2 separate regions of the Capra hircus genome follow, and region 2 is linked to region 1. A link is a contact called in public Hi-C data. All regions are on one chromosome and are shown on one strand. Each heading gives the region's core, a stretch centred on a gene start, on an enhancer-like site or on the middle of the called end of the contact. The rest is flanking DNA. Distances are from core to core; before and after follow the strand shown. Region 1 overlaps BZW2 (basic leucine zipper and W2 domain-containing protein 2). Region 2 overlaps ANKMY2 (ankyrin repeat and MYND domain-containing protein 2).

What was found. Hi-C and Micro-C count contacts between places; a contact is called where the count stands out from the background.
Region 2: a contact with region 1 is called in a Hi-C map of blood, with 2.1 times the contacts expected there. The contact joins two enhancer-like sites. A contact is called at or near these places in 3 of 5 Hi-C or Micro-C datasets (blood and liver).

Annotation. Positions count from the first base shown.
Region 1 is chr4:95,369,967-95,377,907 of ARS1.2, forward strand. It overlaps BZW2 (basic leucine zipper and W2 domain-containing protein 2), which reads right to left. Exons shown (of 12, transcript XM_005678994.3): 2 at 5,722-5,786. The coding sequence starts at 5,779. Among named protein-coding and RNA genes, the nearest start is that of TRNAC-GCA, 14 kb to the left of the region's middle. Within about 2 kb of position 5,260, at least 2 of the 5 cell types and tissues checked have an H3K27ac peak or open chromatin away from gene starts, as enhancers often do.
Region 2 is chr4:95,419,122-95,427,062 of ARS1.2, forward strand. It overlaps ANKMY2 (ankyrin repeat and MYND domain-containing protein 2), which reads left to right. Exons shown (of 10, transcript XM_018047354.1): 6 at 2,471-2,685; 7 at 3,548-3,656; 8 at 7,301-7,429. Among named protein-coding and RNA genes, the nearest start is that of ANKMY2, 30 kb to the left of the region's middle. Within about 2 kb of position 5,285, at least 1 of the 5 cell types and tissues checked has an H3K27ac peak or open chromatin away from gene starts, as enhancers often do.

The DNA.
Region 1 (7,941 bases), core at 4,010-6,509:
TGTCCTTTATTGTCCCCATTGCTACGTAAGAGCAGATTAAACACATATTAAAACATTCAAGGCCTCAAAAATTATGTTTCTCATTCACTCTTTTTAAAAAGCAATTGAAACAGACACTCCACCAAAACAGGAGAGTAACTCATGATTTCATGATCTTATTAAGTTATGAGATCCCGGGAAAAAGAGAAAAAAATCTAAGAGACAGACAACAGTACTTTTCAGGATAGTAGGAAAAGGGACATTTCAAGCTGTACTGTTAACAACTGGACAAGTGGCCTAAAGAACAAACTGAATGGAAGAGTGTTTTCCAATGCAATCATACAGTATGAAATGATACATAGTTAGAATTCCTTCAATAAAATGTCATTGTTAGAATTCCAAAAGTGTTTATATGAAGAGATTTACATAACAAAGGAAAGTGTAGTGCTGTCTAGTTTTAAGGTACAGAAAGCTAAGAAAAAAAAAATCAATTACTATAAACTCATTTAATCCAAAGTGAAAATGGTGTTCAGAAAAATAAATTATAGTTTAGCTCTGAAGACCATGTACCAGGTCACAATGATATAACCCCTAATCAGGAGTCTAGCTAAAACTGATAAAATGAAAGAACACAGACCAAGAAGAGGATTCTGCAGGTGGGTGGGGGGCGTGAAAGAGACAAATCCTCATCTCCCACAGCAGAAAGTGCATCCATAATATACCTCTCCAACAGAAACATCAAGAAACAGCCAAGTAGAAGTGTTATGTGGTCATAGGAATGCAAATGCGGAAAGAACCAGTTAAAGGTTAGAAAGAAGACTGCTGGAAAACAGACTTGCTGCTGTTACAACATGTTTTGCAGAATGGTTTGACTATTTAAGCCATGTATGTGTGGACTATTCAAACCATGTACGTGCATGACTTAGACACAATTAAAAACTACATTTTAAACCAGAGAGCAGCTATCTGGTTTTTACAGACTGCCTACCTACGGTGTAACAGAAAGGATGTGTTGTAAGAGGTTAATACCACAACCTCAGAAGCAGAGAAGAATGGCATTCCCAGTACCAGTCACAGCGTAAGATTCCACGAAGACAGATGTAAATTAACTTGAACACTATTTGCCATGAACAAGAGATAAAAGTCCCTTTGATTCCATAAGCAAAACATTACGCAGACAAGAACATGCAAATGTTGACTGTGGGGGAAAACATAATTAGGGTCTTGTTGTGAAGCGGGGGAGGGAGAGAATGGGCGCCCTACAAGAACAGATCATGGGGTGTGGGAGGAGCAGGCAACTGTGACCAGAAAGACGAACTCATTGGCAAGCATCATCCCCCTGCTGGGCGTCCAGCTAAAGGGTAATTCTCCTCCCACCTTGGGAAAAAGTTCTGTTTCCCTTAATAAAAAAACGTGAGAAGTGAAAAAAAGACCACAGGTTGCTCACTAAGTATTAGTCACTCAGTTGTGTCTAATTCTTTGTGACCCCATGGACTGTAGCCAGCCAGGCTCTTCTGTCTATGGAATTCTCCAGGCAAGAATACTAGAGTGGGTTGCCATTTCCTTCTTCGGTCTCCTGCATTGCAGGCTGACACTTCACCATCTAAGCCAATAGGGAGGACTATTAAGCTTACTAAAACTTGTGACCAGCTCCCAAAATCAACTGAGGCCACCCACATAATGGCACCCCAACATACTAGGATGTTGATTCAGGCAGAAGAACAGACTTTTTGATGGTTTGAAAATTATAAATTCGAAGCATTGGATAATATGAGTTGGTCAATAAAGTACAATCCAGACCAAGCTACAAATACAGACAGCTTTGTTTTGAATCTAACAGACAACTTAAAAACTTTTGCTTGTGAAAAGGCTTTCACCCTCCAGTTACACTTTTTCAAAAGACTTGCTAACAGAGAGGAAGGCAGTATATTACAGCCAGAGCTATTTCAACAGTGAGTAATAATGCAGTAGGTCAAAATGCTCATGTATAGCTTGGGAATCTTAAAAAGTCATGACGGCCTGGAAGGATTAATAATTATCTTGCAGGATGAAGAACAGAACTCCCATGTGCTAAGTGTTCATCTGCAGGAATATAAAATTCCTGTACAGGAAAATGGCAAGAATGTTAATGGAAGTTTGGGGAAACAAGACAATACTTTTACCCAAAGGTTCTTTTTCACCTTAAACAACCAACAGTAAATATGATGGATTTTCTAACCATACACACAGATTGACTTCCAATATATATTACCTTAAATGATTTACTTCATTAGTTCCTAACACCATTTATTACAAATCTTAAGTTATTCAAAACTGCCAACTCAGATCTAAAGCCTCAGAGAGAAACCTGAGTATGTGGTCACTCTGGATGCCTGATGTTTGGTCATTTTTTCTCACTCCTATTTTCACTAATTTTAATTGTATTTTTCTACAAAATTTAGAGGGGGACCACTTGAATTATTAAACATTTCACCTCGCTCATTTCATCTAAGCATAACAATGGCTGAGGCGAGAAGTGTTCATCCTTCTCAGATTCCCATAAGTCGCAGCAGAAAACATAATTTCTTTGGAGAAAATATTACAAGTAAGATGTGCATATTTCATAAAGGATAAGTGCTATATGATGTGCCCTACTATAATGTTTGGGCTTCCCAGGTTGTGCTAATGTTACAGAACCCATTTGCCTATGCAGGAGACATGAGACACGGGTTTGATCCTGGGTTTGGGAAGATCCCCTGGAAGAGGGAATAGCAACCCACTCCAGTATTCTTGCCTAGAGAATCCCCAAGGACAGAGGAGCCTGGTGGGCTACAGCCCATGGGGTTACAAAGAGTCAGACACGACTGAAGCAACTTAGCATGCACACACCATAATATTTCATTTTGATGTTAAGAAGAAAAAAAAAAGAACAAAACATTTTTAGACTAACTTGGCAGGGAAGAGCATTAGCTGTGCTAGGGAATAGTTACAAACTGAAGACAGAGCTTCAGAAGACAGCCTATTAAAATGACCTTGAAATATCCTCTGCAGATTTCTTTTCTCAGCTCTATGAAATTGCCAACCATTTATCTGAAGTCAGCCCCATCATAATAGCAAAAGAAAAGCCAAAACACGATGAATTGTCAGGAGGCAGTTTACTGTTATGAAAAGCAGAAAATGAGGCTGATCCATTTTTGCCCCCAGTCAGCAGTTTGCACAAAATGGCTCAAATGCAGCTTTAAATCCTCAACAGACCTGAGTTATATAAATCTAGATCAACTGGCAAATTATGGATAACATATTTCTGGGTGGCTCTCTGTGTGTACTCCTGAAGCAATGAGACGCAGGCACAATCTTGCCTGTCAAATGAATCAGAGGCAAACCAGTTCAGTATGAGAGGCAACCTTTCTGTTTCAGAACTGACTGACTGTAAGAGCCAGTTTACTCGTTGACTCATGCTTGCTCTTGTGCAATCCATCCTAAGGCCCTCTCCTGGCGTTGGAGCTCAGCTACCGTGAATCAGCGTCACGTTAAGAAAGCTGCCTGAGCTGAAGATCCAGGTCTGAGATTAACACGTTCCCTCAGCGGGCAGGTGGTGGCAAACCTTTCTTCACCTCACAGTGGGGCATACGTTAAATATTATCACATTACCAGGAGCAAGAATACCTTAACTGTGACTAGATTTCTGATTAAGTCCTTTGGAAATCATCGACGTCATTTATTTATTTTTTTCCCAAGACTGCTTTACACAATGAGACAAAGAATGCATGCTGGTTTCGGCACCTTGCATGGCTATCTGCTTCCAGACTTCAATCCTCATTGTGTAAGTGGGGACACAGTTTTTTAAAGGACTAAACACAGGGGGTGGTTCAGGCTATACTTGTTCTTCATTTATGGGGATGAGTCAAGAATGCAAAAAATAAAAACATAAAAATAAAAGCATATAAGACAGAAATACTGTACAAAATAACTACTTTTTTGGTTTTTAAAACTTTTTTTTCATTTTTTAGAGAGAATGTGAAGTTTTTTTGCAGGCAGCATTTACAGTTAAATTTAGACTTACTGCTACTGAGTGTATATTCTTATAATGTCTTCTTATTCAATTGACCCATTGTATTGAGAAATCTTTTCTTTCTACATGACCACACTGGGCTGCTTCTTACATAGACACCACTACAAGAGAACCTCAGCTACAGACACTGGTGGGGAATGCCAAAGGCCTCTGACACAGGTTAACAATTCAACAGTTTAGTGCTAGAAGACCATTACATAGCTTCTGTTTCATAATCAGCAATGAGGCCTTCACAAAGATATTCAATCATCCTTTATCTTTACACATGATACTTCCTTAAATATTTTTCAGTCACTTTCCTCAGTGTTAGTCATACCATGTTTCATATTTTAAAAAGTTTCCCAACCAAGTTTTAGCTCAACTATTCTTAAATCCAAGAGGATTTCTGTATAATTATACAAAACTGGTTAAATATTTAGAATACTTAAAAATTCTTTATGCAGAGAAATGGTAAGATGAACACAAAAGGAGTCACACATACAGATGTTTTAACAGCCACCATCAAACTGGCTTTATCACTACTTTTCCCACAATAAAAGACACTTGAAAATATCATGAATTTTAAAGTTTTAAAGATATTTAGGTAAATTCATTCGACTTTCTAAAATTCTGAAACGGTTACAGCTCTATTATATCTCTTTTCCTCATTTACTCCTCGTAGCTTTACTATCTTTGCATATGAACATTTTCTTAAAAACATAAAGAAAGCAAAAACCAAGTGCAAATGTCAAAAATAGTAAAATTTATCAATTGCCTTCATAGCCTCACATGAGACTAAGGGAACCTGAACAGACATAATTACCCTCATTTTGTAGCTAAAGACACAAAGCTCAGACAAGTTAAATGACTTGTTCAAAAATCAAACACCTAAATAACTGGCAGTTCTGAAGCTTGAATGCCGAACTTTAGATTTTACAGTCAGAGCTCAAAAGACAGGAATTAATGAGGTTAGGTGGAAACAAAGATAATACTAATTTTCTTTGTGGAATTAAGAAACCTCACCTAAAAGTGGGCTTCATTGGTAGCTCAGCTGGTAAAGATCCCCTTGGAGAAGGGAACGGCTAACTACTCCAGTATTCTGGCCTAGAGAATTCCATGGACTGTATAGTCCATGGGGTTGCAAGGAGTCGGACATGACGGAGTGACTTTCACGTCCCTTCACTTCAGCTACAACTGGAGCCCAGACATGCCTGTAGGGGGAGCTCTTACACTCTCTCATGCACCATCAATTATTCCAAACAGGAAGAGACTAATGCCTTCACCTCTAGTCTCCAACAGAAAGCTATGGCCTACTTTACTATCCAGAAGGAAGAACAAAACTTTTCTCCACCTAACCACAGCCCAGCCAATCAGAGAGTGTACCAGTGCAACCTATGAGAAGCCTGCATACTTTGGACCTCTAGCTTCCTAATGTGACTTGGGTTATTACAGCCCCTCTCAGCTTCTCTCTTTTCTCTACAACGGCAAGTTCCTCACCCTTGTTCTGATTTGCCCCATAGTTCAAATATCCAGAATTGCAATTTCTTTGGACTATTCTTGAATAAATTGGCTTTTGCTAGTAAAATAACTGGTTTTATATTGTTAAATTTGACATTCTCCAAACTTATATATTGATTAGCACTTTAAACAACATTTCCCCCCAACCACCCTCCTTGCCTCCACCATAAACACACAAACACAACACAACTTACCCCTTTTCCGAGTTTTGAACCGCTGGCCTGTTAGCACTGGCTTCTGATGCTTATTCATAAAATTTCTAAAAACAAAAAAATAAAGATTATGTGCTTCAAATAAACAGTCCATATATTTCCAGTAAGTATGTTTGACTTTACTCATCTAAATATACTTTTCAAAATGAGATAACTGTAACTACTGAAATAGCGAAACATTTAAAGTTTTATAATATCTGCTGCTGCTAAGTCACCTCAGTCGTGTCCGACTCTGTGCCACCCCATAGACGGCAGCCCACCAGGCTCCCCCGTCCGTGGGATTCTCCAGGCAAGAACACTGGAGTGGGTTGCCATTTCCTTTTCCAATGCATGAAAGGGAAAAGTGAAACTGAAGTCGCTCAGTTGTGTTCGACTCTTCGCGACCCCATGGACTGCAGCCCACTAGGCTCCTCCGTCCATGGGATTTTCCAGCCAAGAGTACTGGAGTGGGGTGCCATTGCCTCTAGTGTTGACAAAAGACACAAGGAAAATAATCATAGACATAAACTTTGGCATAAGGGATAAAGTCCATGCAATACGTTTGGAACGCATTTGGTGAATATAAATATTTACATGTACAAAACCTATGGTCCAGCAATTTCTTTACAAGGAATTTATTCTAGTTATACCCACCAAGTATGTAAATATACTCATGGTATGTAAATATACTCATGTGTATCTAAAAGGATTTAGTTGCAACATTGTTGGATGCATAAATAAATGAAAAAGTCAAATACCCATAAACCAGTATCTGGTTCAATAAGTTATAATAAGCCATTGAATGGAACTATGAAGCATTACAAAATAAATTAGATCCAAATGTACTACATATGGCCCTGGCTACCTCTCTGATTAAGTTTCCTATACCTATCTTTTCCCATCACTCACTCCTCTAGTCACCCAGCCCTCTGCTTTTCCCACTGGGCCAGGGAAGGTCATTTTTCTTCTGGGAAGACTCTTTCCCAAGGCATTCATGTGGCTTTACTCTCTGCATACAAACACCTCCTTTTCAGAGAAATTCCCAGACCATCCTGACTAACAAGGCTCCGTGTCTTTCTCTAGCTTTATTTCTCTTCATTGCTTATAGCAGCCCCTGGCATTCTTTAGGATTTGTTTGCCACGGTCTATTGCCCTGAAGACAGTGTAACCTCCCTGTGGGCAGGGACTTCACAAGTTTTACTCAAAACTGTATCTTTAGCACCTAAAACAACACTGAGATCAAGTATTGAATAAATAATTGTCAGTAAGCTGTCATACTGAGAAAGATGTTCAAGGTAAATTGTGAAGGGAAAAAAGCAAATTGAATAAAAGAGTGCAAAGCATAATTTTTTGGTTAAAAGGGGGTACTTGTAATATTTGCTTTTCTAGGCAAGGAACATTTAAAAATGAGACAAGAAACAGTTTTTCATTTGTTTGTTTACTTCAGAGGATGCATATTTGGGCTTTTTAATTCTTCTACTGGAGTTAATAATTTAAAGTATCATAAATTATCTTTTAAAAAAGTGAAAAACCTGCTCTAAAAAGAGCTTCTACAAACTGAGAATAACCTTGCTGACATAAATATTACAATCTGAAAATGTATCTAGATTGCCTAAGTTATGAAGACCAAACAATTCAAGATAATGTGAAGCAAACTATTTCTCTTTCAAAGTTTTTTAAAATTGTAATTAAAAAACATTCTCAAGAATGTGGAAAAATTATTATTCAATTTATGTACCAAAACTTTCTTCCCACCCATCCATTGAAAGAAGAGAAACACCTATTTTCACATAGAAAGCAATCTATTTATCATGGAAAAACTTGAATCGCCATTTCACAAGTGAAATTCATTAAAAATAAAGTAACAAAGCCCAAAAGTAATTTCTTTCATGGTTAAAGAGAGAGAATTTTTGTCAGTCTTATAAAGTGAACTTACTACATTCTGCTTTTAGATATAAAGGTGACTAAGCTAGATTCCAAGCCCTCAAGGAGCACAGAGTCCAGCAGGAGATAAAATACAAACATTTCCAGTACAATGAGGCAGGTGAAACAACAGCGGGGCTCCCCTAGGTCAAGAGTAGCGAAGGGATCGACAGATGTACGTGTATGGGGCAGCAGCTGCATATGAAATAGTTACAAATGCAATAACCTCAATCAGTGAAATCTCATTTCACTTGAGAGGCACTGGAAACAGAGTTTCTAATGCATTATGTATATTTACAG
Region 2 (7,941 bases), core at 4,035-6,534, 49 kb after region 1:
GGTTTTATGAGAGACTACACTATGATTATAGTACCTTCTTTCAGACCAGACCTTGCCTTTGGTAGATATAGTCTATTTGCTTGAAAACCTTTCTTTATCCACACTTTAGTTAAAAGCTGCCCAGTTGCTTTGGTTATGGGCCATTTTCATTGCTTTACCCCTTTTCAAGCTGACATGGGTCTTCAGAGGGCATATTATAAAAAAAAGTGACTAATAGCCACCAGTCAAATCAAAGACCTTTAAAAATAAGCACAATCCAACACTTGATCCAACAGTGCAGCTTTTGCCACAGTGTACCTAACACAGATACATTTGTGAGGAGGTTAAGTGGCTGCTATAGCAATAAGGATGTGGGTTTTCAACAGGGACTTAGGGAGTTGTGCTGATGGCCAAGATATAGACGTTTATAATGGAGAAAAACAGAGGCAAAAGGAAGAATGACAGTAGAGTTTAGCAGGGTCTGTAAGTGATCAGAAGATAGATGTGTGCAAGTGATCCTGTTTTTTGATGATTTTTAAGCCCAGAATTTATTTATTCATCCTCAGTAATTATTAATAATAATGTTTCCATTTATAATAAGTATCCTTTTATAATGCTTCAGAGACTGAAGGAAGGAAACTAATTCAAGTATTCTTTCTTTTGTGTGCAGCTATGATAAATGCTTCCATGAGCTCACCATTGAGCTGTGGATATATATCATTTTTCATTGTGTTTGGACTTCCCTGGTGGCTCAGCTGGTAAAGAATATACTGGGTTCAATCCCTGGGTCCAAGAGATCCTCTGGAGAAGGGAATTGCAACCCACTGCAGTATTTTTGCCTGGAGAATTCCATGGACAGAGGAGCCTGGCAGGCTACAGTCCATGAGGTTTACTGACATATATTATAAAGTAAATAAAGTCTAAGTCTTAAACAAAAAAATCATTAATCTGGGTTCTATTTGGGGTGTTTGCTTTTTTTTTAAGGAATTCTCACATCCAAGTTTAGATCCTATGTTTTGATTCATAATGTATACAAAATATTGAGCAAATGGCATCAAGTGATGGTAGTTGATAGGAAAAATATAAATAATTAATGATTCTTTTCTTCTCTGCCACAAATTAACTTTTGAATTATATAATGGTAGAGGAAGTTGTCAGCAAATTTATCAATAAGGATTCTGATTATACTTATTTCATGCAGTCTAGTTTATTATTGAGTGCTATATTTGAAGTGAAAGACTGGGCTGTGTTATCACTAGGGTCAGAAATAAGTAAAAGTCTTATTTTAATTTAACAAGAACATTTAGTTTATGTTAAATTTTCACGTAGGAGGCTTGGGCATGGGTTTTCCTTGAGTTAACAGTTACCTTACTCCTTGTCTAAAGAAAAGGATCTGATTCATGAAATCCACCATCTGTTGTTTCCTAACGTTTCAGTTACCTGGGATAGGTATTTTACTGTGACACATAGGTTAACGAATACCGAATGACTTTCTGCTCTGAGAACACAGTTGTGCCTCTGTTTCCCATATATTTACATTACTGTTATGTTATACGGATTTGTACAGGTGTCCTATGCAATCAATAAAGAAGAAAATACTCCTTCTTACACTGAATTTGGGCTTAATCTGTGTGTATTTGGGAAGTGTAGGACCCATAATACATCATACTGGATAACTCTCCTTTACCCCCTTTTAAAAATCTAGTTTTGCTTTCCTCTTTCATCTATTCATATTAATGATTAGAAGCATATTAGGAAAATTTCCACAGAGAAATGTAGTTAGCAAGCAATATACCTTTTATTTTTAGACTTCTGCCTATAAAAACCTCATTTCCTTATAATTGACAAGAATGAATGAGAATTGTGGTTTTCCTAGCCATGAAATCCTAATGCTCAGTATTATTAGCTAAAAGTAGTGATTGCTCTGTGATTCGTTTCTGTATATAAAGGGTGTGCAAATATGCCATGCTTATCTTTAGTAAGAGAACTTCCCTAGCTCAGGCGATAAAGAATCTGCCTGCAGTATGGGAGATCCAGGTTCAATCCCTTGGTCAGGAAGATCCCCTGGAGAAGGGAATGGCTACCCACTCTAATACTTGCCTAGACAGTCCCATGGGCAGAGGAGCCTGATGGGCTACAGTTCATGGGATTGCAAAGAGTCGGACACAACTGAATGACTAACACTTTTATCTTGAGTAAAAGAGCTTTTAACAGATATAGAAACCATGATTCCAAGTGGCCAACTAATACTTAGTTTAACTGGATGGCAAACAACACAATAACTTTGAAATACAGAGTTCGAGAGATTTCATGGTGTCCTTCTGTTGTTAGTTTCACAACTTGATCAGTGGCAAGTTGTATTTTTATTTGAATTAACATAGCAAATATGTGACCATGAGAAAGACTTCATTTGGTAATCAAAACTGACTGCCTAAATTGAGCATGGAAAAATCTCTTATGGAATTTCTAAGCTCACTGGGGTTTCTTCTAGATTGTGATGCTTATAAACGAGAATCCTCTGCTGGCAGAAGAAGCAGCTCTGAATAAATGCTACAAGGTGATGGATTTGATTTGTGAGAAATGTATGAAGCAAAGAGACATGAATGAAGTACTGGCTATGAAAATGCATTACATCAGCTGTATCTTTCAGAAATGTATTAACTTCTTAAAGGACAGAGAAAATAAATTGGACACTCTGATCAAAAGGTACAGTTTTTACCATGTCATGTATAAAATATACTCAAATGGATAATGTTTTATTATATGAAATCTCATTATGGCTTTAAAAATTAAACATTTTAGCAACAGCTGTTATTGTTGAGATCACATTCAATCTGCCAGAAACCAGGGGCCCTGGATTGACTATTCCATTCTGTAGTATTTACAGCATTTTTGCTATCCTAAATTATGGGTGAGAAATCTGAAGTTTGGAGAGGTTAAAAAGCATTTGTAAAATCATACTTACTGCTAGAAGGTAGCCCAAGTCCAGGGGTCAGATTCTCATGATTTTACTAAGAAAAGAGAACTAAGTTGGAAGGGTGTGACTTAATCAGAGTTTACATTCTTTGTTCAAATAACTGCCATGGTAATAAGTAACCAGCTAATCTGATAAATGTCTAGTGTGTTTTACGTCAGGGGTCACCTTTTAAAATACATCCCTGGGCTCCTAAACCTGATAAGACCTGGCCTAATGGGCAGGTGGAATAGCAATTTGAATTGAATCAATCCTCATGAGGTGACTACACAGTGAAAATCGTAAGCAGCAAAGAAAAGTGAAAGTGTTGATCACTCAGTCATGTCTGACTCTGCAGCCCCATGGGCTGTAGCCCGCCAGGCTCCTCTGTCCATGGAATTCTCCAGACAAGAATACTGCCTTGCCCTCCTCCAGGGCATCTTCCCAACCCAGGGATCAAACCCCGGTCTCCTGTACTGCAGGCAGATTTGTTTCCCTTGGAGCTACCAGGGAGGCCCACGGAGCGAGGAAGGAACTACTCGAAGTTCATGTGTTCAGCTGGGAGGAAATGCTTGGCAATTCAATTCCAGTTACTCTTTTCAAACTGTCTTTCAGCTTGTTAAAAGGCCGAGCGTCTGATGGCTTTCCAGTATATCAAGAAAAGATCATTCGAGAAAGCATCAGAAAATTCCCTTATTGTGAAGCTACTCTCCTCCAGCAGCTGGTGCGAAGCATTGCTCCTGTCGAAGTCGTAAGGCTCTTCCTAACTAGGTTGACTCCGTCAATAAAACCTAATTGCCATGTTTTATACAATTAGAGGCATGTTCTCCTCAGCATTATTTAGTTACCTAATGAAGGCATAATTATCTTAAGGAAAATTTCAGAAACAAACATGGAGACAGATTTGCCTGCTAACATTGTTTCTGTTTATGCATTTTCCCCGTCAGACCTCTTCTTTCATTTATATAGCTCATGGTTTAATGCACAGTATTTCCTTAGATCAGAATATAGATATTATAGTTACAGTGGATATTTACGTTTTTAATGACTCGGTGAAACCTCAGTACGTAATACAGACCCACGTTTGTTCTCAAATGTAGCTTGTGAAAAACTAGCGTAAAATCCCGTACTAGATGGAAGTAGGAATTGAATGTCTACTTTGATGGTTTCCTGTTGGGGGGATGGGAGGGGATGAGTTATGGGAAAGCGCATTGTGTATCCTGCTAAACAGTCTTAAAGTATGTCCCGCTTCCTAGATCCTCCCTTAATGCCTCTGATTTTATAAATTTTCCACACATTAAAAAAAGTCTATTTATACTTAACAGTTATGGGAAGTAAATTTGAACTTTATTATCTGTTCTTTACTTAACTTTCGTCATGTATTTATTTAAGTGGTATTAAAGACACTCCCTGCCTTCCCTATTTTGGATAGCTTTCAGATCACCTTATCTATACCAGTTATGCTTTTACACATTTCAGTGAAATCCCTTATCAGCCTTTGTGTATTAGGCAAGAAACTGGTCCTGACACTGTTACCATCCATGCCTTCCTCCCTCCCTCTGGCAATGTCGGTTCTTCTCTGCCTTCGCTAGGCTGTTGTATCATTCTCAGCCTGAAAAAATCAGGACTAAAAATGAGTTCCAGGTGCTCCTTTTATATATTAAAATTTCATCCAATCAGAACCATTAAAGAAGAAAGGCCTAAGAAGACAAGATGATTTCATGATGTTCATGCATTGATTTATTCCTGAGAGTTCGCCATGATTTCACATAGAGATTCTTTCCGCTTGCTCTTTAATACACTTGGCTATTTGGTGTTTAAGTTTTTGGAAGTTTAAAGTTAGCGTATTATGAGGGTAGCTTATCAATTATGAATGTGTTTTGGCTGTGCATATCATACTCCAGCCAACTATGAATTAAATAGATCAGAGCTTACTTAATTCACATATTAAATATGTGCCCAGGGGTAGGCAGACCCAGTCTGGTACAGTGAACTAGGGACCCAAATCCTTTCCCATTTTCTCACCCAGAATTCTTTAGCCGTGGATTATCATGCATATGCTAATAACCTCACCGTTGCAAGGCATCTAATGCTCTTCCTCCAAACTCATATTCCCGTCCTAGGCAGGCAAGAAAATAAAATTGGTCTAGAGCTGGAAAGCATAAGCTTATCAGAGAAGCAATTAACAGTGGCTGCTGAGCGATATCCAGCACTAATAAGTGTAGCTGACATTGTACCTTTAAGGGAGAAAACAGAAAAACTAAAAATAGCAGGTCGGAGTACTTTTTAAAAAGTCAAAGCAGGTCAGTGTAGGACTCAACAATCCATCTTAGCCCTATATCATAGAACAGTGTAGTTAGTATGGTGTTTGACTGATGTTTATCCTAGTGATCTGAGTCATCAGTAATCAAGATAATATTTATTTAATGCATTTTAGAAACATTTCTCTCTTTAAAAACTTCTGCTGTCTTGAAGACTTGATCTGCAGTGCTTGTGGTTGTGCGTTGTCCCAGATAGCCACTGTTGGCTGCCTGACAGATTCCAGTATTCTGTAAGTTCAGAAGCCTCTGAAGCAGTATTAACCTTGTCCCATGACATGGTGGTTCTCACGGCCGGCTGCCATGAAGATCACCTGTGGTATTTCCTGACAGTGTTAGTGCCTGAGCCCAAACCTCTGCCTGTCGTGAACTCTGGCGTCTGCCTGTCACAGAGTTCAGCAGGAGGTGTGAAGCATAGCTGTGTTGAAGAGATGCTGCTCAAGCATTGTAACATGACACTGTTAAAGATATTTTGCTTTATCATTTGAAGGTGTATATTTTAACTTCTGGAAGGCTAGCTAAGGTCTCTGATTTTATAGGATACATATTTAACAAAGTAGATGACAAGGTTTTTTATAGTAAGAAAGAATTCTTATCACTCAACTGTGACAAGAAAGATTTCACATGGTTGCTCTGCTGTACCATCAGTTTTTTTCTGAGGCAATAGTTCACATTAATAGCCATATTTCTAGCAAAAAATATTTCAGTTTTACTTCTGGTATATTTGTGAGAATATCATTGTTTTGTGACTCCTACAAAAGTCCCATCTTGGGGAAGATTTTGAACATGTCTCAGTCATGATTTTTTTCCCCCTGAATTTTTATTTATTTATTTTTAATTTTTGGCTGCACTGGGTTTTCATTGCTGCAAGGGCATCTGTGTAGTTGTGGCAATTTTCAACAAGCTGTCTGATGCACACCCTCTCTTCAGCACAACTGCCATAGACATTCATTCCTGATGAAATTATTAACTTATAACTAGTATCTGAGGTTTTATTTTAGCTCTTTTTTCTCACTGTTATATTATCTTCATTCCAAAAGAGAATTCTTAACTCTTGAACTAAAAAGAAACTTAGTAATTATTTGTTTTCAGGAGGAGTAAAGTGGTTTTGAAATGAGTGCAGTGTAAAACAGTGTTCCAAGGTGGTTATTTGTTATGTATAACTGGTAAAGTAAATATTCTTAGAAAGGAAAAGCAAATAAAAATAAAAATGTAAACTATGAAAATTTCCACATTTTTAGTTAAGAATAAAGAAGCAAATTTGAAAAACTCAGAAATAAGAACTGTTGTGAATAGGTATGATAGCTCCATACCCTGTAATTGCTCTAAGTAGATCTTAATAGTATTATCCCAGGCAGATAAATATTTAAATAGGTCTTAATAGCATTACCCCAGGCAGATAAATATTTGCCGTTATAATTTCCTCTGTTAAGAAATTTCATAAATCCTCTTTAGCAAGCCATTCTGATTTTCAATAACTGTATAATTTTCATATTTTTGGTTTTTCTTAATAACCTAATGCAACCACATGTATAGCTCTTTAATCTTAAGAGTTTAGAGCATTTCAGTGATAACAGTGATAATTTTTATCTATTAGAATTGTGGATCTACATCAAGTAAATAGTTTTTAATAGACAAGTTCTTTAAAACACTTAAGTTGCATTAAACTTTTAAGAATTATGATAAACATTTGTGATGTATCCTATAAATTGTCCCTCAGAATATGTATTATATATTGTCTTAATTCTCAGAAGGAAACTCCACTCTGAGTTCACTGTCCTATATCTGAAATCTTTGTATGCTTACTGAATAATCCCAGTTGAAAAATACATTTATTCTAGAATAGAGCCAGATTTTTTCTTTCTGAACATCTGGATCCATGACTTACCTGCCATGTACTTGGTGCAGAAAAAGATGCTCAGAAAGGTGTCCTAAAGTCTGTGCAGGCTCTCTCTCGCCTTAATCATTTTGTCTCTTTTTCTGGAAGTGTCTCCTCTGTCCATGGTGATTTCAGAGTTTTTTTTTTTTCTCCTCTTCTTTCTTCCTCTAGGGTTCTGATCCCACTGCATTCTCTGTGCTTACCCAAGCCATCACTGGTCAGGTGGGTTTTGTGGATGTTGAATTTTGCACTACCTGTGGAGAAAAAGGAGCAAGTAAAAGATGCTCAGTGTGCAAAATGGTAAGAATGAAGTTAAGTTCATTGACGTCTGGTTTAGATTTCATCGAAGTTGGTAATTAAGTTTTCATATTCTATAAATGTAAGAGTTGGCATTTTTTCTAATAAATTCTAATATATTAGATATGAAGTATTGAATCTAATATTTTAAAATAATTTTGAAAAAGAACTATAGGATACATGTAGTTCTGTTCCCTCTTCTGTCCAGCTCACATGTTGCCCAGTGTCTATGCTGACCACACCCAAAAAAGAGAGTGTGAATGAATGAATGGTTATGAGAAAACAAGAGAAAGCTTACTCACAGGGGACTGAGACTGGGGCATATGTGAGAACCTACAACAATTCATAAATATGCAGTCTTACATCTTCCAATGCTGGCTTCAACTGCTCTCTCTTCATCAGCTCTTCCTCGTAAAGCTCTCACTCCCTTCTCACTGCCACCAGTCTTTAAGCTCTGTACTGCTACCAACTTCTGCCAGAATTATCTTTATAAAGAGCATATCTGAATGGGTTCT